7 separate regions of the Mus musculus genome follow, and regions 1, 2, 3, 4, 6 and 7 are each linked to region 5. A link is a contact called in public HiChIP or PLAC-seq and promoter capture Hi-C data. All regions are on one chromosome and are shown on one strand. The core of a region is the stretch at or near the end of the contact, and the rest is flanking DNA. Distances in the headings are between cores, read along the strand shown. Region 1 overlaps Gm36505 (a long non-coding RNA gene). Region 2 has its middle 15 kb from the start of Gm36639. Region 3 has its middle 16 kb from the start of Gm36409. Region 4 has its middle 8.2 kb from the start of Gm36268. Region 5 holds the start of Chchd6 (coiled-coil-helix-coiled-coil-helix domain containing 6). Region 6 holds the start of Podxl2 (podocalyxin-like 2). Region 7 holds the start of Tpra1 (transmembrane protein, adipocyte asscociated 1).

What was found. Promoter capture Hi-C pulls out the DNA fragments that hold promoters and counts their contacts. HiChIP or PLAC-seq counts read pairs in DNA pulled down with a chosen protein or histone mark.
Region 1: a FOXA1 HiChIP or PLAC-seq map of pancreatic cancer cells shows a contact between it and region 5. The contact joins the enhancer-like site here to the promoter of Chchd6 in region 5. A contact is called at or near these places in 7 of 39 promoter capture datasets (the 3T3-L1 cell line, the C10 cell line, cranial neural crest and 4 more), 1 of 15 datasets of contacts at CTCF or cohesin (large pre-B cells), 3 of 484 Hi-C or Micro-C datasets (bone marrow-derived macrophages and cortical neurons), 8 of 115 datasets of contacts at active chromatin or transcription factors (differentiating embryonic stem cells, embryonic basal ganglia, embryonic midbrain and 5 more) and 5 of 9 other capture datasets (adipose tissue, embryonic stem cells, liver and 2 more).
Region 2: a promoter capture Hi-C map of embryonic stem cells shows a contact between it and region 5, with 5 times the contacts expected there. The contact joins the enhancer-like site here to the promoter of Chchd6 in region 5. A contact is called at or near these places in 4 of 39 promoter capture datasets (cranial neural crest, embryonic stem cells, neural stem cells and 1 more), 2 of 15 datasets of contacts at CTCF or cohesin (the NIH/3T3 cell line and large pre-B cells), 1 of 484 Hi-C or Micro-C datasets (bone marrow-derived macrophages), 4 of 115 datasets of contacts at active chromatin or transcription factors (differentiating embryonic stem cells, embryonic basal ganglia, embryonic stem cells and 1 more) and 2 of 9 other capture datasets (liver and macrophages).
Region 3: an HNF4G HiChIP or PLAC-seq map of pancreatic cancer cells shows a contact between it and region 5. The contact joins the enhancer-like site here to the promoter of Chchd6 in region 5. A contact is called at or near these places in 4 of 39 promoter capture datasets (cranial neural crest, frontonasal cranial neural crest, hippocampal neurons and 1 more), 1 of 15 datasets of contacts at CTCF or cohesin (large pre-B cells), 2 of 484 Hi-C or Micro-C datasets (bone marrow-derived macrophages and cerebral cortex), 9 of 115 datasets of contacts at active chromatin or transcription factors (bone marrow-derived macrophages, craniofacial prominence, embryonic basal ganglia and 6 more) and 3 of 9 other capture datasets (adipose tissue, liver and pancreatic islet).
Region 4: an H3K4me3 HiChIP or PLAC-seq map of embryonic basal ganglia shows a contact between it and region 5, with 6 times the contacts expected there. The contact joins the enhancer-like site here to the promoter of Chchd6 in region 5. A contact is called at or near these places in 8 of 39 promoter capture datasets (the 3T3-L1 cell line, the C10 cell line, cranial neural crest and 3 more), 2 of 15 datasets of contacts at CTCF or cohesin (large pre-B cells and stem cell-derived epiblast-like cells), 3 of 484 Hi-C or Micro-C datasets (B cells, bone marrow-derived macrophages and cerebral cortex), 11 of 115 datasets of contacts at active chromatin or transcription factors (bone marrow-derived macrophages, craniofacial prominence, embryonic basal ganglia and 8 more) and 4 of 9 other capture datasets (adipose tissue, liver, macrophages and 1 more).
Region 6: a promoter capture Hi-C map of second pharyngeal arch cranial neural crest shows a contact between it and region 5. The contact joins the promoter of Podxl2 here to the promoter of Chchd6 in region 5. A contact is called at or near these places in 9 of 39 promoter capture datasets (3T3-L1-derived adipocytes, cranial neural crest, frontonasal cranial neural crest and 5 more), 2 of 115 datasets of contacts at active chromatin or transcription factors (embryonic forebrain and pancreatic cancer cells) and 1 of 9 other capture datasets (embryonic stem cells).
Region 7: a FOXA1 HiChIP or PLAC-seq map of pancreatic cancer cells shows a contact between it and region 5. The contact joins the promoter of Tpra1 here to the promoter of Chchd6 in region 5. A contact is called at or near these places in 20 of 39 promoter capture datasets (the 3T3-L1 cell line, 3T3-L1-derived adipocytes, the C10 cell line and 12 more), 1 of 15 datasets of contacts at CTCF or cohesin (large pre-B cells), 5 of 484 Hi-C or Micro-C datasets (B cells, CD4 T cells, bone marrow-derived macrophages and 1 more), 27 of 115 datasets of contacts at active chromatin or transcription factors (the 230-238 cell line, the NIH/3T3 cell line, T-cell acute lymphoblastic leukemia and 18 more) and 5 of 9 other capture datasets (adipose tissue, embryonic stem cells, liver and 2 more).

What each region holds. Positions count from the first base shown.
Region 1 is chr6:88,983,208-88,986,701 of GRCm38.p6, reverse strand. The region is part of intron 1 of Gm36505 (a long non-coding RNA gene); the gene reads right to left. Among named protein-coding and RNA genes, the nearest start is that of Gm36505, 6.2 kb to the right of the region's middle. Within about 2 kb of position 1,666, at least 22 of the 459 cell types and tissues checked have an H3K27ac peak or open chromatin away from gene starts, as enhancers often do. A contact at or near this core is called in pancreatic cancer cells, where this site is marked.
Region 2 is chr6:89,007,446-89,011,169 of GRCm38.p6, reverse strand. No RefSeq gene overlaps it. Among named protein-coding and RNA genes, the nearest start is that of Gm36639, 15 kb to the left of the region's middle. Within about 2 kb of position 2,154, at least 136 of the 459 cell types and tissues checked have an H3K27ac peak or open chromatin away from gene starts, as enhancers often do. A contact at or near this core is called in bone marrow-derived macrophages, differentiating embryonic stem cells, embryonic basal ganglia and 2 more, where this site is marked.
Region 3 is chr6:88,955,948-88,959,537 of GRCm38.p6, reverse strand. No RefSeq gene overlaps it. Among named protein-coding and RNA genes, the nearest start is that of Gm36409, 16 kb to the left of the region's middle. Within about 2 kb of position 1,522, at least 31 of the 459 cell types and tissues checked have an H3K27ac peak or open chromatin away from gene starts, as enhancers often do. A contact at or near this core is called in cerebral cortex, hippocampal neurons and pancreatic cancer cells, where this site is marked.
Region 4 is chr6:88,923,506-88,927,187 of GRCm38.p6, reverse strand. No RefSeq gene overlaps it. Among named protein-coding and RNA genes, the nearest start is that of Gm36268, 8.2 kb to the right of the region's middle. Within about 2 kb of position 2,032, at least 227 of the 459 cell types and tissues checked have an H3K27ac peak or open chromatin away from gene starts, as enhancers often do. A contact at or near this core is called in adipose tissue, bone marrow-derived macrophages, craniofacial prominence and 7 more, where this site is marked.
Region 5 is chr6:89,593,976-89,597,713 of GRCm38.p6, reverse strand. It overlaps Chchd6 (coiled-coil-helix-coiled-coil-helix domain containing 6), which reads left to right and starts at 2,062. Exons shown (of 8, transcript NM_025351.3): 1 at 2,062-2,255. The coding sequence starts at 2,169.
Region 6 is chr6:88,873,117-88,876,873 of GRCm38.p6, reverse strand. Podxl2 (podocalyxin-like 2) reads left to right here and starts at 1,828. Exons shown (of 8, transcript NM_001347327.2): 1 at 1,828-1,955. The coding sequence starts at 1,895.
Region 7 is chr6:88,900,185-88,903,673 of GRCm38.p6, reverse strand. Tpra1 (transmembrane protein, adipocyte asscociated 1) reads right to left here and starts at 1,423. Exons shown (of 12, transcript NM_011906.2): 1 at 1,144-1,423.

The DNA.
Region 1 (3,494 bases), core at 417-2,916, 610 kb after region 5:
ACGTAGTGCCCACCAAAGATGTCCACATCCGGATCCTTGGACCTGGGCACTTGCCAGTTTAAGCTGAAAAGAGGCTTTGTAGGTGTGACTGGGTTTGAGGTCTTGAGCCTCAAAGACTATCCTGGACTTTCCACATGAGCAAGGCTATCTTATGGTGTTTCTCAGAGACCAGAATCAGAAAGGAAAGATCCTGAGATAGAAGCCAAGGTTGGAACCACAAGCCTGAAGCCAGGCAGTCTATGGACACTGACCAAGCAGGCTTCTGTATAGAAAGTCCCTCAGTTGACAGCTTGATTGGGTCTCTGTGCCCACTTCAGCCCTGGCCTCTCTGGATTTGAGGTGATCTGTCACAGCAGGGGTCTGAAGCTAATGTAACTTGCCTGCCTACCCACACTCACCCATCAAACTTCTGTCCCCCATGGCAAGTCTCCTTCCTCGACTGCCCTAGGACCTTCCCAAAGCCCAGGCTGGCCATGTTCTCACCACCTTATAAGCAAGGATTCCACTCACCCAGAGCCCCTCACTGAGATTCCGGTCCCTACGGTCTGATGTCTGCTACCCTCTCTGCCCTCTGGTCTAATGAGGTCTTTCCAATGTAAAAGACGTGATCCCAGACCTCACGAACATGAGTGAAACTAAGGAGATACACTGTGCCAGGAAATCCTTGGGCTTCAGGGTGGGTTTAGGAACGCATCCAAGACTCGTTTGCCACTTTTCTCTCTGTGGTAGCTTTGTTCCCAGGAGGGCACACTCGAGCTTCAGGCTTGGGATAGCCCAGTTTTCTCACTCCTGCCAAAGAGGTTTCCAGGTAGCTCATAAAGGACACGAGCTATTGGTAACTTGCCTGTCCACCCACACTCATCCATCAAACTTCTGTCCCCCACGGCAAGTCTCCTTCCTCGACTACCCTAGAACCTTCCCAAAGCCCAGGCTGGCCATGTTCTCACCACCTTATAAGCAAGGATTCCACTCACCCAGAGCCAATAGGCCTGTGCCCAATTCTCAACCAACCACAACAGCCGGAGTGGTGTGAGCCTCTCCTGGGCTGAGACCAGGTTGTGCACCCGTTCACACACTTAGTGGGTAGTGCCAACCACAGAAAACCCGCTCAGCTGTGGAAAGAGCGTGGATACGGTGTGGGCAGAGATGACATGCAGTATACCTGAACCTCAGCCTGCCCCACGCTCCTCTAACAGACTTCCAAAACTCACTCCTTCCCTCTGTCAGCCTTTGCCTCAAGTGCCTTCTGTCCTGGCTGCCCCAGAGCTTCCCCAGAAAGCCTCCTGAAGCCCAGATCTTTCTGACAGCTACCTCCTCTCGACTCCCACAGCTGGTGCCTCTCACAGCACCCACCACACACAGCAGGGCATGTGTGAGCAGGTGACTGGCTCATGCTGGGCACCTCTTAGCCCTGTGGCCAGTGGGACGGCCACCAATACTGAGAACTGCTGCACACCAGGCTGCACCCCAGTGCCTGAGGACTTTGTGCCTACACAGCGGACACTGTTCACCCCTCCAGTCAGTGCTCAGCTAAGGAAGTGTGGTTCAGATGGCATGTACTCGGGCTGCAAAGGGCTGCAGAGCCGGGCTTTCAGCCTTGTCTAATCCAGAGAACTGGAGAGGCAGGAAATGAGTCTGCACATCCCTGGGTTGCCTGTAGCATGGAATGCTACACTCCCATCGTGACCACAGGTCCCAGTCCCAGGCTCCTGTCTGCAGGGTGTTGACTCTGAGCCATGCTACAAGGTTAATATTTCCAGGACTTGCTTTCCCCCATGGGATAGCATGCAGGTTAGCAATAATGCTTCCCAGCTGGGCATAGTGGCACATGCCTTTGGTCCCAGCATTTGTCTCTGTGAGTTCAAGACCAGCCTGATCTACAAAGTGAGTTCCAGGACAGCCAGAGCTACACAGAAAAACTCTGTCTTGGAAAATAAATAAACAAACAAAATAAAACAAACAAACAAAACAAAACAATAATAATGCCTTCCTCTGACAATTGAAATAAAAATAAATAAATAAAATCCTTCCAGCACTTAGTGCAGTGCCCACCTAAACCCAGAGGTAGAGAAGGCACCACTCTGGCCAACTGAAGATAATGGTTCCTGAAGCTTCCTTTCCCGAGCTAGTGAGGTCAGAGGGCACCTATCCCTCATGCTCAGAGCCAAGGGGAAAGGTGGGGGCGGGTGGGGAGGGGATGAGGATGGGGCTCAGTCTCAGTTCTGTTTAAACTCCATCCCAACCTCAAGCTGCAGACTTCTGATACCTGCTTTCTCTCAGGAAGAACATGCCCCCAAGAGCAGGAGAAAGCAGCTCAGCACCCCCTGGTTGCCGTGGAAACCATTGAGTGTAAATTTCATTTTCTGCCTTGCCCAGCTAAGCTATTGATTCAGAAAGAGGGAGAGAAATTGGGAGATGTTTCCCTCCCAAAGTGAAGCAGAAAGCAAAATCTGGGACATGCAGAGCAGGGGTCGAAAGCAAGCTAGAGAAAGACAGAAGTGGGCTGGACTGTGCGGAGGGTAGGGTGGACTGGAGGATCTCTTCATCCTCATCTTGCTGGCACAGGTGAGAGCCACTGTTACTTCAGCCCAACTCCAGGACAGGCTCCAGAGGGGGCTTGGCCCAGGTCTGTGCAGTGACTCCTTCCAGCTGTTTGATGCGGAGCTAGTGGGCAAAGCCTTCTCGACTTGTTTCCTAGTGTTCCTCTGCAAAAGCAGAAGACAGGTGGTTTGTCTTAGGGACATCACTCCTCTGTCTCCTGTCCTCTCTACAACGTTCTTTTTCTCCACTCTGTACTTAAATTCCCTGCAGTCATTGGTGCCTTCAGCACCCACTGGGTCAAAAGCTGTCCCCAGAAGCTGCAATGGAAAACCTCAGGTCATCCATACGGAAGAGGAAGACCTACCAGGAGAGACACGAAGCAGGTGAGGTTTTAAATTCATCGTTATGTGTATGAGTGTTTCGCCTACATGTATGTATGTGTACCTGGTGCCACAGAGGCCAGAAGAGAGTGTCAGGTCCTGTGGCACTCACAGGGTTACACAGGGTTGTGAGCTGCCCTGTGAGTGCTGGGAACATATCCAGGGCCTCTATGAGAGCACTAACCACTGAACCACCTCTCCAGCCACCTCGGTTGAATTTTGACAATGTGATCTGGAATGGAATTCCAGAGCTAAAAACACCACAGGGAGAGGCCAGAATACTGGTCAGTGGAGGGACAAACTGTCAACGAAGCCTGAATCTGAGCCACCTTCACAAACTTGAGGTGCCGGCTCTCCCCGTGGTGGACACATGTGCCCAGGCTTCATGGTGCTTGCAGATGGCCACCCAGGATTCTGACGGGAGGGTGGTAGAGGGTTTCCTCTGCAGTCTGCATCCTCCCTGGGGATCGCCCTGGAAGGCCCATGCCATGCCAAGGTGCCCTGTCACAGGCAGCTTTGGCAGCTGCTTGCAGAAACACTAATTGGGAAGTGAAGCAGCGAAGTGGCTTTAAT
Region 2 (3,724 bases), core at 905-3,404, 590 kb after region 5:
AGCAGCAGCTGTGTGTGGACAAACCCCAGACCCTCTGCTGCTGCCGAGTCTCCAGTCAGGAAACCTGCTTCTCAGCCAGGGCTCTGCTGAGTGACACGCTCAGACAGCATCAAGAACAGAGCACGATGCTCATGCTATGCACAGCCTCAGTGACTGCCTCTGCCACCCTGGAGTTGATATTTCCTCCCCTCCCACCCTGCTTCTCCCAGCGATCCTTCTGGGTACCAGAGTGTGGCTAGAAGATCAGCTTGCAGAAGGGATGCTACCACTGCACTGCGTACCCTGCCCCCACTTACTGTTTCCTCTGGGTGCTCATTGGCATTCAGGAGTCCTTGTTGAAACCCACATGCATGGATGTGCAGAAAGGCTGCACCAGCTCTGGGTTCTTATCTTCTGTAAGCCTCTACTTTGCCTCTGTGCAATGGGCACCAAGGGTGGCCAGGAAACTCGGGTGTGTGCATAGTGCCATGGCACACAGCAGGAGTGATGGAGGGCCAGAAAGGGTTGTGTACCTGCCTTCCCAGAGGAGTGCAGGTTGCTTAGAAGAGGTGAGAAGGTATAGGTCCCTTTCTGATTCTTGAAAGGATCATGGCGTAAGGTAAACAGACTTGATTTCAGGAGCCGCAAAGGGAAAAAAAACAAAACAAAACACCTGAGCAGGAACAGCCTGTGTGCCAGCAAAACAGAGAATCCATTGTCCATGTGCATGTTTCGGTAAAATGGGGCTCAGAGGAGGCGAAGGAAGGACTTGGAGCTCAGTGAGCAGGCACACTCCACCAGGGCCAGCTGTGGCCTGTGGAGCCTCCAGGCTGGGTTTTCTAGGCAGCATGGAGCTGGATCCTCCAGGGGGTGAGGGAGGTTGGGTAGCACCCAGGTTACAAAGTGCAAACATCCTTGGTGGGAGAGGTCAGGAAGAGAGAGCAAGCACCCCACCAGAGTTCTCCCTGCTGCTGAGCCAGGAGGCTGCTAGATCTGCCTAACCCTGCAGCACAAAGTTAATTTTGGGTCTCCACAGTAAACAGGCTTCCTAAAGCCATGGTTAAAGGGCTCTGGCCGTGCAGAGCTAACTGGCATCAGGACCCTCCAGCTCACATCTGGTTCCATTGTGATTCCCATATCCAGGAAAGATGTAGGAAGAAGCACTCAGGAGCTGCTGAAGAAACTGGCCCCCTGATGCCAGAAACCTTGTTGGCAGCTTCCTCCTCCTCTCCTTTTCCCTCTCCCTCTTGCGGCTGTCTAATAAGGTCAGCTCAAGGCTTGGTGAAGGTAGATGGCAGGCAGTATTTTTCAGTCCTGATGGATTCTGGTGCTCCTGAGCCAAGTGTAAAGCTGGTTCCTCACAGGGTCCAGCCTCCAGGCCAGATGATAACCCGAGACCAGAGGCAACAGCCAAGTCTATCTGAAAGCATCTCTCCCAGGTCCCCGATGCAGCAACTGAAATTAAGACTGACACCAGGGCTGGGACCTCAAACATGGCAGGACCCTTCTCTGGAAGAGTTCAAAGTAGAAGTCCCACGCACACAACTAAAGACAACTCCAATCTGGTATGCATACGGTCTACAGTGAAGGCGAGGGAGGACTTCCTCGAGGCAACAGAGCCCCCACTGCCTCCCGAGGGAGGCCTAGTCGCCATCCAGAGCGTGAGAAACCGGGGACAATGACTCCCTCTCCTGCAAAAGAAACCCTCCTGGTCAGAGAGAACAGTAGGATGTATCAGGGAACTTTCGCCACCTAAGGAACTAGCCCGAGTCTCAGCAACTTTTGTTTGTTTGTTTGTTTGTTCTTTTGAGACAGGGCTTCTCTGGGTAACAGCCCTGGCTGCCTGAAACTAGCTTTGTAAACCAAGCTAGCCTCAAACTCACAGAGGTTGCCTGCCTCTGCCTCCCAAGTGCTGGGATGAAGGCATGAGCCACCTTGCCTGGCTTTAGCAACTTAAATCAGCACAATTCCTTGTTTTCCCTTGTTCTGTGAGTTGTCAGGTCATTCTTCTAGCTTCCTGTAGTTCGGCTGGTTCCTCTGCTGAGCCGAGGGTTCACACCCACACTATTCGCCCTGACTTCAGGCTAAAATCCCAGGTCAGGCTCCGGGGCTGCACTCTGGTGGGTGGGGACAGCTGGGCGGGGCTTCTCCAGCTTCCGGGCAGGCTGGAGCGGCAGCTGCGGTGCAGTCTCAGTCCCAGTCTCTGCAGCTGTATTGCCTCTGTCAACGGGCCGACGGGAGGATGGGAAGCCCAGGAAGAAAAATAACACACAATTTAATCTCCCCAAATCAACCCATCCTACAAAGGGAAAAATAAAACAGAGTCTCCGCCAAGGCTGACCTTCTGTTTACATTTTCCTTGGCAACTGAGAAATAATTGCGGTTCTGCAGGGCCCTCCCCTCCCCCACCCTGCCTCATCCTATTCAAGCGCGACCAGGGATGACACTGGAATCTTGAACCGCACTAAGTGGTTACTATGGTGTCAGGCTGAAATTGTGAATCCCAGAGGCTGCCACAGCAGGGAGGCGGGGAGCCAGGGCAGAGTCTCAGCCGAGGCTAGTGACTGGGGGGCCTAGCCAGTTAATAGCAGACAAACTGTGCTCGCAAAGAGTAGAGTAGGGGGTTGAAAGATACGGTGGTCAGAGCAGGTGCAGGACCAGACCCAAGTCCCAGTCACACCCCCTGAGCCTTACTCTGTCCGGGCTGCTCTTTCACCCTCCACCCTGTGCCCACCAGGATTGAATCTCTGCCCAGCCCCACAGAAGAAATCCTCAGGATTTCTTTCTTATTTCCCCACAGAAATCCAGAGCCTTGGTGCTCACCCAAGGAACCTGCAGAGGTGCTTTGGGTACCACCCTGCACTTCTCCAGCTCTGCCACAGAGAACTACAAGCCAATCCTGCCGGACTCACACTGATATGTGTCAGTGTAAGATCCCTCCACTGCCACACCCTGGTTCCATTCCCACCTCCAGACAGTGAGTGACCTTAGACCCTACTCTGACCTTGAACCTCTTCTTCTCATGCCTGTGCCTTGGGGGGAAAAATCTTCTAAAGAGCACATCAGATCTTGTCTGTAATCTTCACTGAGAGAGAGCTCTTGAGTGGTCGCGGTGCCTGCCCGGCTCTGACTTCATTTGTTCCACCAACCATATCATTCTAGCTATCCTGGCCTCTGAACTGCTCCCTGCGATGGCCGGCTTGCTCCTGCCCCAGGACCTTTGAACTGGTCATTCGTTGCTACTGTGACTCCTTCCCAAACCACCACTGAGGCCTTAGGGATTGCCTGATCACTGTTGTGGTCTTCATGCTTCAAACAGGACAAGCACAGGGACGAATGAATGAATGAATGAATTAGCCATTTCCTGGTTTCTAATCCCCATCTTCTCTGTCTCTACTATAAGGATCTAGACCATCAGAAGAGGGACTCAGAGGCTCCTAAGAAAGCCCCAGCCTATAAACATGTAGTGTTCCACCCACTCAGTGCTGGACCCATGACTCACAAACTTCCATTCACTAAGACATAACAATGGGAAAAATGAACACAGGGTTCCCAGTCTGTTTTTTGGTTTTTTGCAAGATGTCGTACAAATTCCCCACCTGGGTCTTTTCTTTCTTCCTTCCTTCCTTCCTTCCTTCCTTCCTTCCTTCCTTTTTTTTTTTTTTTTTTTTTTTGGTCTTTCTTTCTTTATTAGGGCTGCCCTTTCTTTTTTAGGGCTGCCCTCTTAGCTCTCTTTGGGGATGTA
Region 3 (3,590 bases), core at 273-2,772, 640 kb after region 5:
GATTCCCAGGTGGGAAGCTAACCACAGGCCCAGGGAAACCCTGGCATGCAAGTCCTAGTTCCCCTCCCAAGGCCACAGCAGATATTGCTAATATGCAGACATGTCTCAGGTCATTTGGAAACAGCACACAGGAGAAGGGGCAAGAGCCTGAAGATGGCAACTGTAATAGCATGGATCTCAGGCGCTTGCATGCCACAGGGGCCAGCCCCTTAACCCCCTCACCCTAAACTAATTGTGTCTCCTTCAAACTTCACATTCACAACATATCCTCACCTCATACTATATTTGGAGATAAAACCTATCAGGAATAAATTTCAGTTAAATGAGGTCATGAATTTGAGCGGGGATCTGATCCAACAGAATTAGTGTCTTCATAGAGACACACTCCCTCTCTTCAAGTATGCCCAAAGAAGAAATCGCACAACACACAACAAGAAGTTAGGAAGCCCTGGCTGTTCTGCCCTGACCCCAAATGCATAGCCTACAGAACAGAGAGAATGAGTCCATCTAAGGTGTCAATTTGTGGCAGCTGGTGCCAGCTATGACCCTCACATAACAGCTCTGCTTGAATCTCCGCTTTACAGAAGAGGACACAGGCTCAGGCAAGTGATGCCTGTGAGTACATCTGTAAGGGTGGAGTGAGGACAGACCAGGTCATCCCTCCACCGCCCACACTGCACACTGCATGGCTAAGTATGCATGGTTGTTCACGCCAGACCTGTCTTTTGTGGAGTCCAACAGTAATGCCAACTGTGCTTCGGATACTGCTGCTACTTAACAGCATTAACTAAGACTCAGTGTACTATTGGACAAGCCCCATTAGCTTTACACATGGATTCCTTGCTGGCCCCTCCACTGAGTCAGTCCCACTTGAAGCCTCCTGCACAACTTCAGATGGACTCTGAGTGAGACCACAATCCACTGAGGCTGGTCAAAGGCTGGACAGGACGTACCAAGCACTCTTGTCCACAGCCCATCTGTACTTCTCTAGTGGCTCCAAGACCCCAGCAGGAGTGTCCCCACAGGAAGGCAGCAGCCATCTGGCTACATGCCACAGCACATCGGTTGCCAAAGCCCATGTTGAAGAAGACCCATGTACACCCAGATCCAAGGGAGGGGAGGGCATTGGTCAGTTTTCTTCATCATTGTGGCAAAATACTTGACAGAAGCAACCTGGGAAGGAAGGTTTCTGCTGGCTCACAGGCTGAGACAGTACAGTCCTTCCTGGTGGGGAAGTCTTGTCAAAGTTCATGGTGCCCAGAGCAGGTCACGGATCGCATCACAGCAGGAAGTGGGAAGCAGAGAGTACTGAGTTAAGCACTGGAGCCAGGTCTCAAGGCCCATCCTCTCCCACCAACCCACTTTGCCAGCCACGCCCCACCTGCCAAAGGCTTTACAGCCTGTAGAGGGGGGCCACTTGCTGAAGGCTGAGTGTCCAAACACACGCCTGAAGGACACCTCTGACTCAAACAGTATCAGGAAGTTGAACCACACCTCTGTGAGGCAAGGGTGTTGTGGTCATGCGCCAGAGGACCCCATGGGAAAAAGGTATGATTAAGGCCATCTTGGGAAAGTACAGGCCACATACAGTGCTAAAACCAGATCTGACCTGCTAACGGAAATGACAAAGAAATTTCACTGTGACTTGTTTCTATTTGTGTTCCCATTAATCACCTGTCTGTTGTCATTAAGTTGTCATGCCTGCGTTACTGGCAATAATAACCTGGGGTTTGATCACATCTCACAAGGTGGTTTGCATGGGCTCAGCTTCTTCATGGGGATGAGGAGAGGGCTGACACAGCTGATATAAAACGAGCAAAACTAAGACTTCTCAACCAGCTGCCAGGGAGACCCCGAGGAGTTTCTTGAAGTCCCAGGACCAGTGTCTGCCAGAACAGCTAAAGTAGAAGGTCCCAGCGTTGAACTGTATATGACTGGAAACCCCAGAAGATGTCTTCAAGTCCCCGGAGACCTCCAGGGCTAGTGCTGACATTCTCTCTCAGAGGCATCTGCACATTGTCTCCACCTCAGGTCATGTGTCTGTGACACTGCACTATTCTCACCTGAGGGAGTGACCCTCTGCATTCCCCCACATGCCACTGAGACAAGGTGTTATACTCATGAGTGCACACCCTCCCCGCCCCAGAAGTCTCCAGCTTCTATAGGGAGTTAGTGAAACCTCTAGGAGGTAGATGGGAAGAATCAGAGCATTGGAAGTGTGTCTTGAAGGCCATATTGGGAGCCAAGTCATTTCCTGTGTCTCTTAGCTTCTCGGCCACCATGATATGACCAGTTCTGCTCCATCATGTGCTTCCACCATGATGTTAGGGCCTCAGAAACCTCTGAATGTGCGAATCAAACAAGCCATTCCCCCTGTTATTTTTTCACAGCAGTAGAAAGCTAACTAACACACAGGGTTACAGGGTAAAACAAAGTTCATTAAAAGTTCAAACAGGTAACAAAGGTCATTATATCACCCCCAACTGGATGTGACTTATGTGGCAGGGGTGGTGGTTAAGCTACCATTCTCACCACAAGGCATCTCATGACTGGTGCTATTCTCTTCCTCTGGAAGTGAGACCAAGGGAGATGTTCTTTCACATCCTTCTCTATGACCTCTCTCACTGCTGAGGCTAAACGACTGCCAAGTCCTCCTTACTAACAGTCAACGGGTCTTGTCTTCCACCTCAGTGTTTTATGCTAAGATTATCCCACCTAGGGATACCCAAACCTGTCACTTTCCAGACAAAAGAATCATTGGCTCTCACAGGAAGGTGAGTTCCATAGACAGAAGAGCTCTTAAGCTTACCCCACTGCCCACTATAGAAGGCATGCATGTGTACAAGTTGAAAAGACATCTCTTACACTCGGTGCTAGACAAGATCAAACCAGCTCTTTTGCTGAGCTCAAACAGAAAAGCATAAGGACGAGGTTGTTTGAATATTCTTAGAGGTATAAAGGAGCCCACTAGACAGTGGAAGCTCACTAAGGTATGGCTCCCAGGGCACTGAGAATGATGCAAACAGTAAAGATGCTGGTGTGGGTTGCTTCTCCATGGTGGTGTTTGCAGTTCCATCAGAAATGGCAGAAAGGGTCAGAGTTGGTGGTAATTTCAGCACTCAGAAGCCAAAATAGGAGGATTGCCATGAGTTCTAGGCCAATCTGGGCTAAATAATGAGTTCCAGGCTAGCCTGAGCTACAGAGTTAGACCCTGTCTCAGAAACAAAACCTAACAACAAAATCCATGTATATGCCTAGCAAAAGAGCCAGTGCACCATTCTTAGCCCATGAAAGCAAGTCTTTAGTGGGGAGGCAGGTATTTTGTATTTTGAAGGGAAATAACACAATTAGCTTGAAGGAGTTTATACTTCAGCTTTAAATGGCAATGTTCATTTAGACGGCATCAGATCTTTGCAAAGCTAGGGTGTTGGAGATTGCTGTGATTATTCTGTGAAAATCAATACAAACAAGAAAGGAAAGCAGCCACGTCCAGCCTGATCCCAAGGCTTGGCAGGCTATGTGGTGTCTGAGGCGATTAAGTTGTTATGGCATAAATACTTATTTTAAAAATAAAAAAGCCACTGGAAATG
Region 4 (3,682 bases), core at 783-3,282, 670 kb after region 5:
TCACCATCAGAAATGCAGTGTGCCCTCGGGTGTGCCTGCAGCATTGTGGAAACAACCCTCCTGAGCTGCCAACACCACCAAGGACGGACCCAGCACACAATGACGGGTCCTACAGACACAGGGTGTCTCTACAGTTACACCCTGGGAGCTAGGGCATTGTCTCCTTGGAACTGCTGACAACACCCTGCCCAGGAGCTGGTGTTACATAAGCTCTGCTATGTCACAGGAAGAGGGCCTCTGGCTGGGGAGGGCTGTGAGTACCCAGTGCAGCAGTATGCCCCAGACTGCACTGGGAAGCCTCTGGGCTGGCTGTCCAACCTTCACTGGACTACCTCTAAGAACAGGAGACTCACCCTGTTACAGGGAGGGGAAGCTAGAGCTGGAGGTCAGGACTCACACCCAGGGAGTAGACCCACCTCCCTGCTCCACAGTATCCTGGGAGTCCAGCCACCCTAGCCTTCAGCAAACGCCATGAAGACCCATGGCCAGGAGTCTGGGGATGTCCACTACTGTGCTGAATAACACTGGCAGTTCCCTTTCCACTCTGAGTCAATGCAGGTAACCTGTCCTCCTTCAAAGAGGACTATCCCAGCACACACAGACAAGACCAGCCTCCTCTAACTCTTCCTGGACTCCGTAGTTTAGTCCTAACATTTGGTTTTGCCTAAACTGGCATTCTGGGTATGTTGGGAAGCAACTCTGCCTGTATCTTCTCTCCTTTATGGCCTTAGTCTCCACTGCCTCCCCAGCTAACAATAGCCTCTTTACATCACCCCCCCCCCTTCTCATCCAGGCTATTTATTTGCCTGTTATCTGTGATTTCTAGTAGAACACAGCCCAGAGGACAGGGGCCCTGTCTATTCTATACACCACCAGAGCCTAGAGCACTGACTGGCACATAGTAGGTATTTAGTAAATGTCTGCATGAATGAGCAACTGCAGATTGGGAGCAGCAGGCTGGAAGAGGGCTGCTGCACACAGGGCCAAAGTCAGGGTCTGGCCATGAGCCCTGCTTTGAGCGGCATCCAGTCAGGCAGGTCCCATGCACTGTCAAGCCCCTGCCTTTGTGCCCCTTCCCCTCCCATCAGTCTCCTCAGGCAGGGAAGAGGCCAAGAGGTCATGGGTCTCCTAGAGACACACTGGGGGGCAGGGGGAGGGTCTCTATTCAATAGGAAGCATTGTGACACCTAATCACTCTGTTCCTGGTGGAGGGTGTCACAGGGGTGATTCTCAGTAGCCTCAGTAGCCTAACAGAAAATTAGCATGGCAGCCAGCAAGAACAAAGAGGCAGATCCCTCCCCCCCCCCAGGGGGCCCTGCTCACAGCCAAGCTCTCCCTCACAGTATCCCAGCCCTTTAAGCCTAGCCTCTCACAGGCCTTAGACAGAGGAGGCCCTGAGAACTCTCACAGATGCAGGTGCTCTGACAAACGCGTGGAGGAAATGAGCAGGTGCTCAGCAGCCCTGTGGATGGGCCCCTCTGTATGGAGCTCTCCTGCGCATGCCTGTGCTGTCTGGTCTTTTGTTTTTAATGTAGACTTTGCAAGAGAGGACACACAGAACTTGGAATAATGGGTCTGTAGTAGAAAGGATCCCTTTCCACACCTGGCTCCCACCCTGCCCCCAAGATAAGCACGCCCACTGAATCCTTGCAAGATTTCTTTATGCATATAGAGAGATGTGGACATAAGGACAGATGGACACACACACACACATGCACTCTAAGCTTGGCTCTGCCTGTTATACCTCTCCATTACACTCCGTCTGGAGTCTCTTCTTCATCAGAATGTATCTTGAACCCCTGTGGCTCTCCTGAAAGCCTGTGTGTCACTTCACAGTGAATCCCCTCTTGTTGGACATTAAGGGTACTTCCAGCTCTCTGCTTTAGCAGATGATATCTTGATATGCCAATCTTTACACATTCCTCCCTCTGCAAGCTGCTTTTCTTTTTTGCTCAATAATAAATGATGCTTATCTTCCCGGGTAAACAGCCCTGCCAGTCCTTTGAGAGCTGAATAGCATGCCATTGTGCTTTCTAGCCAAAGCAGATGTAACCACTCCCTCACTGGAGTCTAGACTGTTGCCAGCATTTTGTTATTACAGGCTGCTCTGCAGGGACATTCCTTCAAGCTAAGCCTTGGCACATGTCCTTAATTCTCTCCTCGGCCACGTGCCCAGAGATGGAATTTATAGGTCAAAGGGTGTGGTTTTTTTTTCTTTTATCTTTTTTTGGTGCCACATTTTAAAATCCTTTGAAGTGTGTGTGTGTGTGTCTGTGTGTGTCTGTGTGTGTCTGTGTCTGTGTGTCTGAGTGTTTTGTATTTTCTTTTAGGCTAGAGGTTCCTGGAGGTGCCCTCAAAGCTTTCCTGTGGTTTTGCATAATGGGCTCTGTATGCTTTCTCTCCCTCCCTCTAAAATTGCTCAGCCATCGTCTGCGCCTGCCTCATGGGTGGGAGCAGACTAAGTCTTTCCCCAGCCTGGAAGCTTTTTCCCCTGAGCAAAATGTGGGAGGAGCTGTAGCTCACTGGAGTTCCTGTGTGACCTGGGCAGCCAGGGAAAGCAGGGTGTGGTGGTGTGTCCATAGCCACAGCTGCTCCTGCTCTGAGGTTGAGTTGGCCTGAGACCTGGGACAAACATCTCACCACTAGGAAGCATTACCCAGACTCAAGCAGAGGAGCCTGAGTTCCAGGCCAGCCTGGTCTACAAAGGGAACTCCTGGCAAGCCAGTGCAACATAGTGAGCAAAGAAATGAACAAAAACAAAATCCAGAGCTCAGTGATCAAGGCATCAGGGCAGTAAAGACTGAAGATGCTGAAGATGAGCCAACTCTTCACCAATGGGCCTGACTTGATACCTTGGCCATCAGGAACATTACTAGGCCCACTGGCCAGGCAGGGCCTGAGGATTGGGTGTCCCCTATCAGTGTCACTGCCTGCCATGGGCTGGAAGTGTTGGAGCCATTGGAAGAAAAGGTTCACCTTCTCCCTGCACTCTCTGGCCTTCCAGCCTGCTTGGGTGTTCTATGCTCAAACACAGATTCCCTTTGGCCAAAGGCAGGATAAGACTGAAATGGTTGGGCCAATGACACTGTGGCAACTCCCTAGCCACCAGGTGGACAGCTACAATGGTTCTGAGAAGCCTGAGACAGAGGAGGAGACCCCACTAACCCTCGAGTGCTGGGATGGTGCTGGGCACTGTTAAAAATCACTATTATTGTTAATTATAAATTCTCTAGGTTCTTACTGTAAGCACACCCCTCTGATGTTCATGTTCCTGCAAATAAACAAAGACACTAGGGGGGAGAAGAGCAATTTGACTCCCTAATTAGCAGCTATTAGATCCTCCCTAGTTTCTCTGAGCAAAACGACTATCAGATAGTCAACCAGATTACTCTTATGCCTAGAGGAAACTACACAATTGCAGCTGATTGCTACAGCTCATGAAAGTATAGCCTAGTCAGGGCTGTTTTAGTATAAGACTTTGGTTATTACAAATCTTGGTGAACTCTAAATAATTCTGAAGCCATTTCTTCCTAGAGACCAGAAAGGAGTACTTCCTCTGGTGGTCTAGCAGAGGGACTGCTGTGATTGGTGGCAAGAAGGAAGGCTGTGAGTGGCCTAAACACAAACCTCCCTGGCTCTAATTAGAGCGAAAAGAGTTAGGCTGTGGTTGGTGCAAACTCAA
Region 5 (3,738 bases), core at 813-3,312:
ATCTCCTGTCTCATTGTTGTATAAAAAATGTCCCCAATGTTGGGGATTTTGACTGGGAGGTAGCCAGATTAGTTTAGAGGATTAAAATAGATTAATACTGCTCAGTTGTTGTGCCTTAAAGCTGCTAAATAAATCTAATAGCCCTGTATCCATTATTTGGAAGCTAGCTGAGTTAAGAGAAAATCTTCAACACTTATAAATTCTCGTTAACAACAGGTACCATAACAGGTACCCTTGTTATGCGTACCTGTTGTTATGACTTGACCACTTTGTTATGAGTACCTTATTAGGACCACTTTATGAGAGGATCTAAACCACTCCATTTTAGAACAGGCAGCCATATTAGGCCTTAAGTTTCAGTTTCCCAAAGAAGCAGGAAAGACTCCTTGGGAGAGTCACAGACAATGGATCGTTAGTCAATACGGGTCCTGACTTTTGGCTGAGAGGGAGAATGAACCAGAACCGAGTCAGTTCCTGGGACAACTGGCTGAGAGAGATAACAAACTCTGAATTGGGCTAGTTTCTGAAATTCCTGACCAAAAATGGTAAAACTAATATAGCAAGCAATCAGAAATTGTATTAATGTAACTGCCATACACCTAGCTAATCATGTTAGAGATTACTTAACCCTTTCAGCAAACTCCACTAGCCCTGATTAAGAAGAGCTCCTCTTCTGGTCACCATTTTGATGAATGATTGACCCACGCATGCTGGTTGTTTTTGCAGAATAAATATTGTTTGCCTTTACATACTGTTTGAGTCTGGGGCCTTCCTTCAGTGATTCTCAGACTCTAACACTTGCAACATGTTATGGCGGTTTAAATAGGAATGGCTCCCATAGACTCATGTGTTTGAATACTTGGTCCATAGAGAATGAATGGTGGCACTACTGGGAGGTATGGCCTTGTTGGAGTAGGTGTGGCTTTGTTGGAGGAAGTGTGTCACTGGGGTGGTATGGGTTCTGAGGTTTCAGAAGCTCAAGCCATCTTACTTCCTGCTGCCTGTCAACCAGGATGCAGAACTCTCATTCCCTCCTCTAGCACCATACCAGTCCTAGGGTTTTTTTTTTTTTTTTTTTTTTTTTTTTGGACAGGGTTTCTCTGTGTAACAAGCCCTCCTGGACTCTCTTTGTAGACCAGACTGGCCTCAAACTCACAGGCCTGTTTCTGCCTGTTTCTGCCTCCTGAGTGCTGGGATTAAAGGCATGGGCTACCACACCAGGCTAAATATTTTTCTTTCTAAGAGTCACCCATGGTGTCTCTTCATAGCAATAGAAACACTAAGAAACATGCCTTTGTTTCACAAGAGGTTAAGACTAACTAGTTATATTTTGTGTCTATTTGTCTCCCATACCCCACCCCTCCTCAAATTTGGAAACCCCTTATCCTTGACCTATAAAAATCTTTTCTACCTCAAAGTCTGACCTCTTGAACTCCATCTTAGGAGAAGACAGCCTATGTACAAGAATTAAAAGTTTGTTTTAATTAACTTGCCCAGGATGGTTTGGGCCGGTGGTCTTTCTCCTCCCATCATTGGGATTAACAGTTGGTCCCTAGCATAGTACTTTCTCTATCATCTCATGGCAAACTACACTCACCTTTAGGTCTTAAAGGCTCCATTTGTGTAAAGGCTCCATCTGTGAGGTTGCCACAATTTATTAATTTGTCTCGCGGTATTACAGTGTCGTTTCCCTTGCACTACAGTAGATTCACTTGTGTTTGAAATTTGTTTCTTTCATGACTCAAGCAGGTTACATGGGGTGGCTCAGTACAAGTCTGCTGAATGCTTAACATGAACATAGATCATTAACAGTTGTCTTAGCATCCTTGGTAGTTTATTCTTAGAACACGACTTTTACTTTGCTTCAGGGATAAGATTTATAAGAAACCATGACCTTGTCTCAGCGTCTATTTGGCTGGCCCTCTGTCCAATTTTCCAGCCCACAGGTACCCCTACCTCAGAGAGCCACGCCCCCTTCCAGAGCTTTTTAATGGCGCCAGAATGCTGGACTACAAATCCCACAGGGCAACGCGCGCCAGCCCCAGCAGCCAATAGAGCGCAGTGTTGCTGGCCTGTGTCCCGAGTGACGAGCGTAGGCCGCTGAGCAGCGTCGTCCTGGTTGCTGTGGAGCCGGCTCGCGTGGCCTCACGCCCTGCCCGCCTCCTGTCATGGGCAGCGCCGAGAGCGCCGAGGCCCGAAGGGTGTCCTTCGAGATGGATGAGGAGGAGCGGGTCCGGGTGCTGCAGGGCATCCGGGTGAGCGGCGCGGCGGGAGGGCGCGGGCCGGAGGAGCGTGCGGGCGGGAATGGGAGCCGCCGTCCCGGGGACCAGATACATGGGGCCGCTGGCACTCGGGGGCAGCCGGCCGCCTCAAGTCATTTTCCACCGCCTTGGCTCTCTCGGTTCCGGATTTGTTCCGTGCTCTACCCGGTTTCACTTGTCTTGTGCTTCTCGTTGCGTGTGCTGCAGCACGTTTTGAAAGTGTTCTTCCATTTCCAATCTTGTTCACGTGCCTTTCTCCGTGAGGCAGCAAAAGGAGAGTTTCAGCTACTGTGTATTAGGTCATATGCCTTATCCGCTCTTCAACTAAAAACCTACAGTTGGTCCTTACCACGTCGAACAGGAGGAATAGCCTCACTTGGCTTTTACAAGATGTGCTGGTGCCCACTGACCTTCCCATCCCTTTCCTGGCCTGTTTCCTCATCTTCATAAGATACTTATTTTTGCCTCAGGACCTCCTTGTTCTTCCTAGAAGATCCCAGGTGTTCGATGTTTCTTCAGTTATCGTTAACCTGGCTGTCTTCTTGTTACAGCTCAGGTGTCATCCAAGAATCCTTCCTTGACCACAGTCTCAAGCGACTTCCCACACTACTGCCACACATTTATGATTTTCTCAGCATCCAACACAGTTTGAAACAAATTGTGTTTATTGTGTTTCCCATTAGAGCTCTAGCTGATAGCTTGGCTGAAGTTCTTGTGTAATTCATGACTTTATCACCGGAACTTACAAGAATAAAAGCTCCTGTTTTATTTCAGACTGGCAGCTCTTTACAGGTATTATTTAATTTTTCAACCAATCAATGAGCAGTAGAATTGTTAGTACCTCTTCCTCTGTTTTGTTTTGAGACAGGGTCTCAATATTAAGTCAGGCTGGCCCAGGACTCTGTGTCTGCTTGTCTCATGAGTGCTAGGATTAAGGAGGGGCATATACCACCAAAAGTTTGATTAGTCCATTTTGTAGCTTATGGGGAACTGAGGTCCTATTGGCATAAGTTGTCCAAGGTCACACAGGTAACAAAGTAGGAGACCCAAGACTATAAAGTAGGTCAGCTCCAGAGCTGTTTGTTAAACTTCTTGCTAGACTTTCTTCTATACCTGTGCATGGCACTTAGTGTGTACTTGGTCGATAATTGTTAAGTAATTACATGAGTGAACTCAATGAAATAAATCAAACTTCAAACAAAATGCTCTGAGTTGGCTCTAGGTGAATTAGAGAGTAGATTCAGAAAAAGACTTCAGAGGGTCTGACATCTGAACTCCTTAATAGAGCTATTTTTTATTTAGCTTACAAGAGCTATTTTTTGAGTTTTACTTGGGGAGTGGAGAGAGAGAGAGAGAGAGAGAGAGAGAGATAGAGATATGGTGGGAGGTTATCCTGGGTACTATCAAGGATCAGATGAAGATGTGTGTGAAGCAATGGAGAAGACATGAGGGATGCTTTGTGGGGGGCCTCAGAATG
Region 6 (3,757 bases), core at 579-3,078, 720 kb after region 5:
GAAAGTGTAGGCTTAAATGAAGTCTGACTGGAACAGTCTGAAAGGCTGGGCCAAGTGAGCTAATTATTCTGAAAATGTCCCGGAAGCAAGTCTTTAGAGGAAATAGCTTTGATACAGCTGAAGTAGGATCAAGCAAGAAGCTGGAACAGTAGGTCTCAGTAGCTCAGGATCCTCGAGGGTGAATCCTGTCAGGGCTGCCTTCTTGGTCTTCCATTCTGCAATATACAAACCTTATCGACATTTGCATTGAAAGTGCGGGGTGCGGAGATCAATTAAGAATGATTTTCTGCTGTTTGAACAGGTGAAAGACAACTGTCTTTCTTTAGAAGTTAGTCTGATCATATAATCAAACTCAAATCTCCATTTACACTATCTGAAAAGATGGTATGTCATAATAAGCCCTGAGAATTTTGTAGTCAATACAATTTGTTGTCTGTATATAGACATTTAAGTCCCAGAGCTGTCCCCAAGTATAGGGATCAGTGTATACATTACCCATCTTGTTGATCTTGCCAGTCTTCCTCTTCTTGTCTGTAGCCAAGATCTTCAGGGAGTCGCCCTCTGTCAAGTCTGATCCTTATTATTTCGGAAGGAGTCCAAAGCCTTTTCTTCTTTTTTAAAACACAAACCTAGAGTCTCTCTCCCAACACAGCATGCCTTTAAGTACAGACTGATTCAATCTAGTAGAAGACTAGGCACTGGGTTTCCTGGAGCTGGAGTTACAGACAGTAGCAAGTGTGGGTGCTGGGAACCAAATCTGGGTCCTCCAAGAGCCACAAACTCTGTGCGGAGCTGTCTCTCTAGCTCCCCTCCCCCACCAGACAATCTTATGTCGCTCAGACTGCCCTGGTCTTAACCTGAATCCCTTCTAGTGCGGTACAAATATTACAGGCGTGGGACAGTCACGCTTCAGTCAGTGTTTTCACTGTCACTTAAAGAAGTGAGACATCTTTCTATCTGAGAATTGCCACAGTTTCTCTCTGTATCTAGAATGGTTTCGCCAAAACCCAGCTTACCCAACATCCATGCATCCTATAAATGTCTCCATAGAAGGTCCCCTCTGCCTCCGTTTGTGCTTAACCTGCCTTCCTACACTTGTGGCTCTGGAACATGCTGAGGAATGTTCCTGCCCTCCTGACACTTAGGAAGAGCAATGCCTGTCGGATTTGCCATATTGGCACAAAAAGAAACTTGAAGTCAAGGAGAAGCGCTGGCTAGAGAGAAAGGTGACTCCCACAAGATGTCTGAAGACAAGGACAAATCTCCTCAGGCTGTGAAAGCCAACTGGAAATTGGGGGTCTAAACTACCCCTGGAAGCTGTAGTGGGTCAGAGGTTAAGAGCATGGACTGACCCAAGTTCAGTTCCCAGCACCCACATGGTGGCTCAACAACCATCAGTGGACTTCAAACACGCACGTGGTGCACATATGTACATGTAGGGAAAACATTCACACACATAAAATGAAAATAAACTACACCCGGCACAGAGTTCAGCTCTCTGCTCTTGCCCAGTCCCTTCACCAAAGCCTGGTCCTCTCCGGCCTTCAGGATCCCCAGGCCACGTGCCCCAACAGGTCCCTGCTGATCCTGGCCTCTGTCTCCTTCGCTGTAACTGGGGCCCGGTCTGCTGCACAAAAGGTTCGGGACCCGCTTCCCAGGGAGGTCCCCCCCCCCGGGTGGCGAAGTGCTCGAGGCCCGAGGTGCAGGTGCGAAGCCGGACTCCGCAATAGGGTCCCGCCCCCGATCCCTCCGCTGCATCGATTGGGCGGATGAGCGCGTGAGTGGCGGGTACGCAGGCCAACGGGGCGCACGCGCGCCGCCGCCTTCGCTTTGCGCGCCCCCGAGGCCGGCCCGGGCGCCGCGGCGCTGCGGCTGCGGGCGGCAACGCTGCACCATGGCCCGGCCGCTGCGGGCCGCCCGACTGCCGCCGCCGCTGCTGTTGCTGCTGGCCGCCGGTGAGTGGGGCCGGGCCAAGCCGCGAGGGCGCAGCGCGCCACGGGCCAGTGCTGGCAGCGCCGCAGAACAAAGGCTGTGGGGCGCGCGGGGTCGGCCGCGCGCGGGGAGGAGGCGGCGGCGCGGGGCCTGGCGCGGGGACCCCCCAGGCGCCCTGTCCTGGGCGCTGGATGCTCCGTGCCACGCGCGCGCTCGAGGACGGCGGCGGCGGGGCCGCTGCACCAGGGTGTCCGCGCCCCACCCCTCGCCAGGTGACAGGTGACAGGTGACCAGTCTGCGGCCAAGGAGCAGAGGGGCGTGTGCGTGTGTGCGCGCGAGGGTGTAGAGAAGCTCAGCAGGGAGGCGAGAGCGCACGGGTGACACCCTTGGAGAAATCGCATCGTAAAGGTCCGGCGGGTACCCAAAGCGCGTGGGCCGGGGATGCCGAGGGCCGAGAAAGAAAGAGCTGCGTGGCCGAGGTGGATGTTTACATGTGCGTGGAGCTTGCCTGGGAAGGCGTGTGCGTGTCGTTGTGAACGCGTGTCCTCGACTGCGCGGGGCAACTTTATTAGGAGCTGACAAAGGGGTAGGTCTGCGACAGCGACTGCCGCCATATGGGGCTGTGTGTGAGACTCGGGTACGTGGTTTTCATTCAGCAGTCACTCCGGATACCTCGTTAGTGTGGGCGTGTGACAGGTCGGGGCCTGAGGCAGGTAAGAAATATGTGTGTGAGGGAGAAAGAGACAGCTTCTCAGGGTAGACATGGGATTCAGGGGTGTGTGCGAGTGTAGGGGGCGGGCACAAAAGCTTGACAGGCTCAGAGGCAAGCCGCCACCACAGAAGGGGAGGGAGGAAGGCTGACTGCAAAGGTGGGTCAGACCAGGACATGGGAGAGCAGCTTTCTCAGGGAAGATCGGAGCTGGGACCCTGTCCTAAGGTGGGCCTGGGGCAGGAGCAGGGTGCTGGGCTGGGTGGGCTACAAGACTTGGTGAACGCGTGTCCTCGACTGCGTCGCTTCCCCTCCAGTGGAGACAGGCATGGGACTGGCCACTAGTGCTCAGGCAGTTACCCCACCAAAACCCACCCAGTGTAATGTATACAAATTCGAGGAGGCGTCTATGTGAAGTCAGGTGAAGACCTTGTTTGATATGAATAGGTGGTGGGCCCTTACTTTGAGACTGTCAATGATAGAACACCAGGAAAATGTCTGGAGAAGGGCGGAGGTGGGAGAACGCTGATTAGGGTTGTACTTAACTGTAATTCCAGCTCTTTGGAACCTAAGGGGCAGGAGGATTGGGAATCCAAGTCCAGTCTGGGCTGCAGAGCAAGACCCTGTCTCTAAATAAATAGATAGATAAATAAAACAAAAAGTCAGAGAGGTAACTGACCCCTCACACTGCTGTGCCTGCCCTGGGCACATTTTATGGGGAAGTGTCTATTGATGTTGGCCTGGGACATCTACACAGACCACCCAGATCTTTGCAAAGCTCTGGGAGGTCTGCTCTCTCTCTCTAGGTAGGGACCACACCATCTCTGCCAGCAGTGCAAGTCAGTATGGAGACCTGACTCTCATGACCCCATCCTGGTGACCAGTGGGATGACAATCAGGGTCCCTCCTTTCCTCTTCTCTCCCTCACCCCGTTTGTATGCCCCCATCTCTGTGCAGGCACACGTGTGTCTATCAGCGTGCCTCCTTTCTACACCTTTGTGTAGAAAGAAGAACGCTTCACTCATGCACTCTTTCTCAGCGGCAAACATCAGTGGAGTCGGGTGGGGGTGGGGGATGGGGGTGTGGGGTGGGGGTGCATCTCTGTTGTGGCTGCCA
Region 7 (3,489 bases), core at 174-2,673, 690 kb after region 5:
AGGGCCTTCTCTCCCTGCCCTGGGAGAGGTTGAGAGAGCTTGTCTTTCCCATCTGTGCAATGGGATTGCCCAAACCTTCTGAGTTCTTTTATGGGATTCCTACCCAGTAGAAGGTAGCAGTGCAAGCAGCCCCCCAAAGTTCTCTCCCTTCCCTCCTAGGCTGCTAAGCCTCTAAATCTAGCTGCAGAGCAGCATAGGAAATCCCCAGAGGATAGAGGCTAAGTTCCATGCCTCTCTGAATCTGTCAGCCTCAGTGATAGAGGAGAGATTGTGTCCTAAGAGGCCACTGTGGACAACAGGAAGAAGGGATGGTCCAGGTGACCTGCCCTCTGCCTCCTGACAATCCTTCTTGCCCTTCTTTAGCCACCAACTTATATCTCCCCTACCTCAGGGGCCTTTGTGTTTGCTTACCCGCAGCTTGATCCCATCATTTGACTCATTACCTCCCCCTCTAAGTGGACTTTATCTAGCCCACCTGGCTGTTGTTCTTTCAATGATTGTTTTTAAAGATAGGGTCTCATTGGGCCCAGGCTAGCCTCCAACTCTGCAAAAAGCCAAGGCAGGTCTTGAACTTCTGATTTCCCCCCTGCCTCCACCTCCCGATTCCTCCACCACCACCCAGTTCTTTGGTGTGCTGTTTATAGAACTGGGACTCCATCGGCAGCAGGTGTATTTACATGCTTGTGTGTCTTGTCTGTCCTAGGTCTTGTGACCCAACCCTCTAGAACAGGTAAGATCTCAAAAAAATGCTATGACGCGCACACATTTCCAGCACAATGCAACCAGGCTGGACAAGGATTGGGGGTGTCTGGACCCCAGACCCCACCACCCCCTCCTCGCTACGGAGCTAAGTGGAGTTGCCCTTCCTTCCGCAAGGCCAGGAAGGCAGAGGCAGAGCATGGGCTGGTCTTTCCGGCTGCCGCTGAGCTCTGGCTGCACCCGGAGCGGCGGGTGTCCAGCTCCATCCAGGATCCGGTCCTGACCGCTAGGGTCCCCAGAAACTTCTCAAAGGTTGTCTTGCGGCTGTACCCCAAGTGGCACGGGGACAGAAGGAGACGGTAGGCCCGAACCCGAAGAAGGAGCAGGGGCAGGGCCTCCTCGCTAGCTTGGCGGAGCAGGAGATGAGGACTCGGCCGCGCTTACCTGAGAGCAGGGCTGCGCAGGCCGCGGGACTCCGACCCCTGCGAGGTAGCGAGAACCGGGGAGCGTCGCGCAAGAACCGCAGCTGAGATGCTACGTGGATCGGTCAGAGGTGGCCGGACGCCGCCAGCGCGCAGGACTCACGGGACCCGCGGACTTCCCCGGTCCTCCCCTGGCAGCGGCGACTCTCAGGCGCCTTGGCTAGTGTTTTTCGTCTAAGCAAAACTGTGAAAACAGTCACAACCCCTGTTTGTGGCACTCATCCCCGCCCCCTCGGCCTCCAGCAGCCTATCGTAACGGGATTCCACCCACAGGAGTGGAACAGACCAATAAAATTCCTCAGATGGGCGAGGCGGCCCGCGGAGCTCTTAAAGGGACTGCAGTCGAAGCAAAGCAAAGTGTGGGTGACGGAAACTTCAAAGGGGAGAATTTTTTTTCTGCACAGCTTACCCCTAAAGCGTTTCGGGAAGCGTACTGAGCACGCTGTGCCTTTGCCCCGCATCTTTCTGCGGACAGCTCCAGTCCTCCGACCGGGTCGCCCTATGTCTTTGAGGATGGCGCCTAAGGGACCGGCGCCCCATAAATACTGACCTCTGGTCACCTGGACTAGGAAGGAGGGAAGGAAGGGCATCCCTTCCTCGGACGCCCTGTGCTTGCCCACTTCAAAGGGATCTGGCGTTTACAGGGCTCCAGTCCTGGTCTCAGTCACCCTGAAGGCTGGGTGCTATTAGTGGCGTTTTGCAGAAGAAACCTGAAGGGGTTAAGGGAATAAGTCCAAAGCCATCCAGCTAGGAAGTGGCCAGACCAGATCTCTTGCTTAAGCAGGTGCCTTCCAGAGGGACAGTCTTTCCTGTCTGTCGCCTTCCCTCCCTGTGGGACACCCCCAGGGCAACTTGGAGGCCTCATCTCAGGTCATCTGCTTACCTGTGCACCTTTGGCCGGCCACAGGATCTGCCCTATAGGCCATGTATTTTCAAACTTGTGGCTGCCCTTGGGCTTCTCTGCATGCAACCTCGGGCCTGTCTTCTCACATTCTCTCTTCACAGAGAGCTTCCTGGGCTCTCCCTCAAGAGTAGGTATTGACTTGCCTACCCCTTCCTCAGGCATTGGGGGGGGGGGCAGTGTGTCTCAGCAACACCTTAGAGGTGCCTCAGTGCTGGTTAAAGATGTAGGCACCTGTTTATTATAGGATCCCAGGACTGCCCCGTCCTGGTCACACAGGGGCTGGAATGACTCTGGGCCTCTTTGTGATTGGTCCGAGACTTAGCATCCCTGAGACTTCCAGGTTAGTCCCATTTGTCCATTTTGGTCTTAGTCACAGAAGCTGGCTGTGCCTGCCTGCGCCTACAAGGTCTGTAACAGCCACCCTGAAAACCATCAAGAGCTCCCAACTTCCTGCCAAGAGAATACAGTGCCCTGTTTAGGAATAATAGCAAAATACATGTCCTAGGCCCTCCTTGACCTCCAGGTGTCAAAAAGGCCACAGGAATTGAACTCAGGGCTTCTAACCATGCTCATAACCACTAAGCCTTTTCTCCAGCACCTGTCCCCAAACCCCACTGTCAATCACAAGGGCCTAGGGACTAAGCAAACGGGGTGTGGTGGGATGATATGTTTGTAATCCCAGTGCTCTTGAGGCTGAGACAGAAATATTGTCTCACACACCTTTAATCCCAGCACTTGGGAGGCAGAGGCAGGCGAATTTCTGAGTTCGAGGCCAGCCTGGTCTACAGAGTGAGTTCCAGGACAGCCAGGGCTACACAGAGAAACCCTGTCTCTGAAATAAATAAATAAATAAATAAATAAATAAAAATAAAAATAAAGAACTATCGTCTCAAGTTTGAGGCTAGCCAGGGCTATGTCTCAGAAGAACAGTAACAGTATGTCACTCTGCACTTGACCCTCTGGAATTCGGGGCTCCATGTGTGATGTCTGGGAGATTTTTACGGCATTTGCTGAGTGATGGAGGTCATCGAATGCCTCTTTCCCTCTGGCAGCAGAGGCAGTTGCTCCTCCATCACTGTGGCCTCTGCATACAGGACAGTGTGGCATCCAGGAAGTCACATGAATGGGGATCGGTCAGGTAGTGTTCCTGGCTTGCACCAGTGCAGGGTATGGACAGCTGTGCCCATCTTGGGAACCTAAAGCATGTTTGGGACACTGGGACCCTCCCTATGTCAATCTCACTCGCTGTTCTGATCTTTCAAAATTACAAACCACACCTCTTTCTATCCCATTACAGTAAAGGGATTACCCACCTGCAGGGTCCTTCCAGGCCTGTGGTGACTCTACCCCTCTCCGTTGTCACCAGGTCTAGCAAGGCCCAGGCTACTTGGACTCTTCACAGAA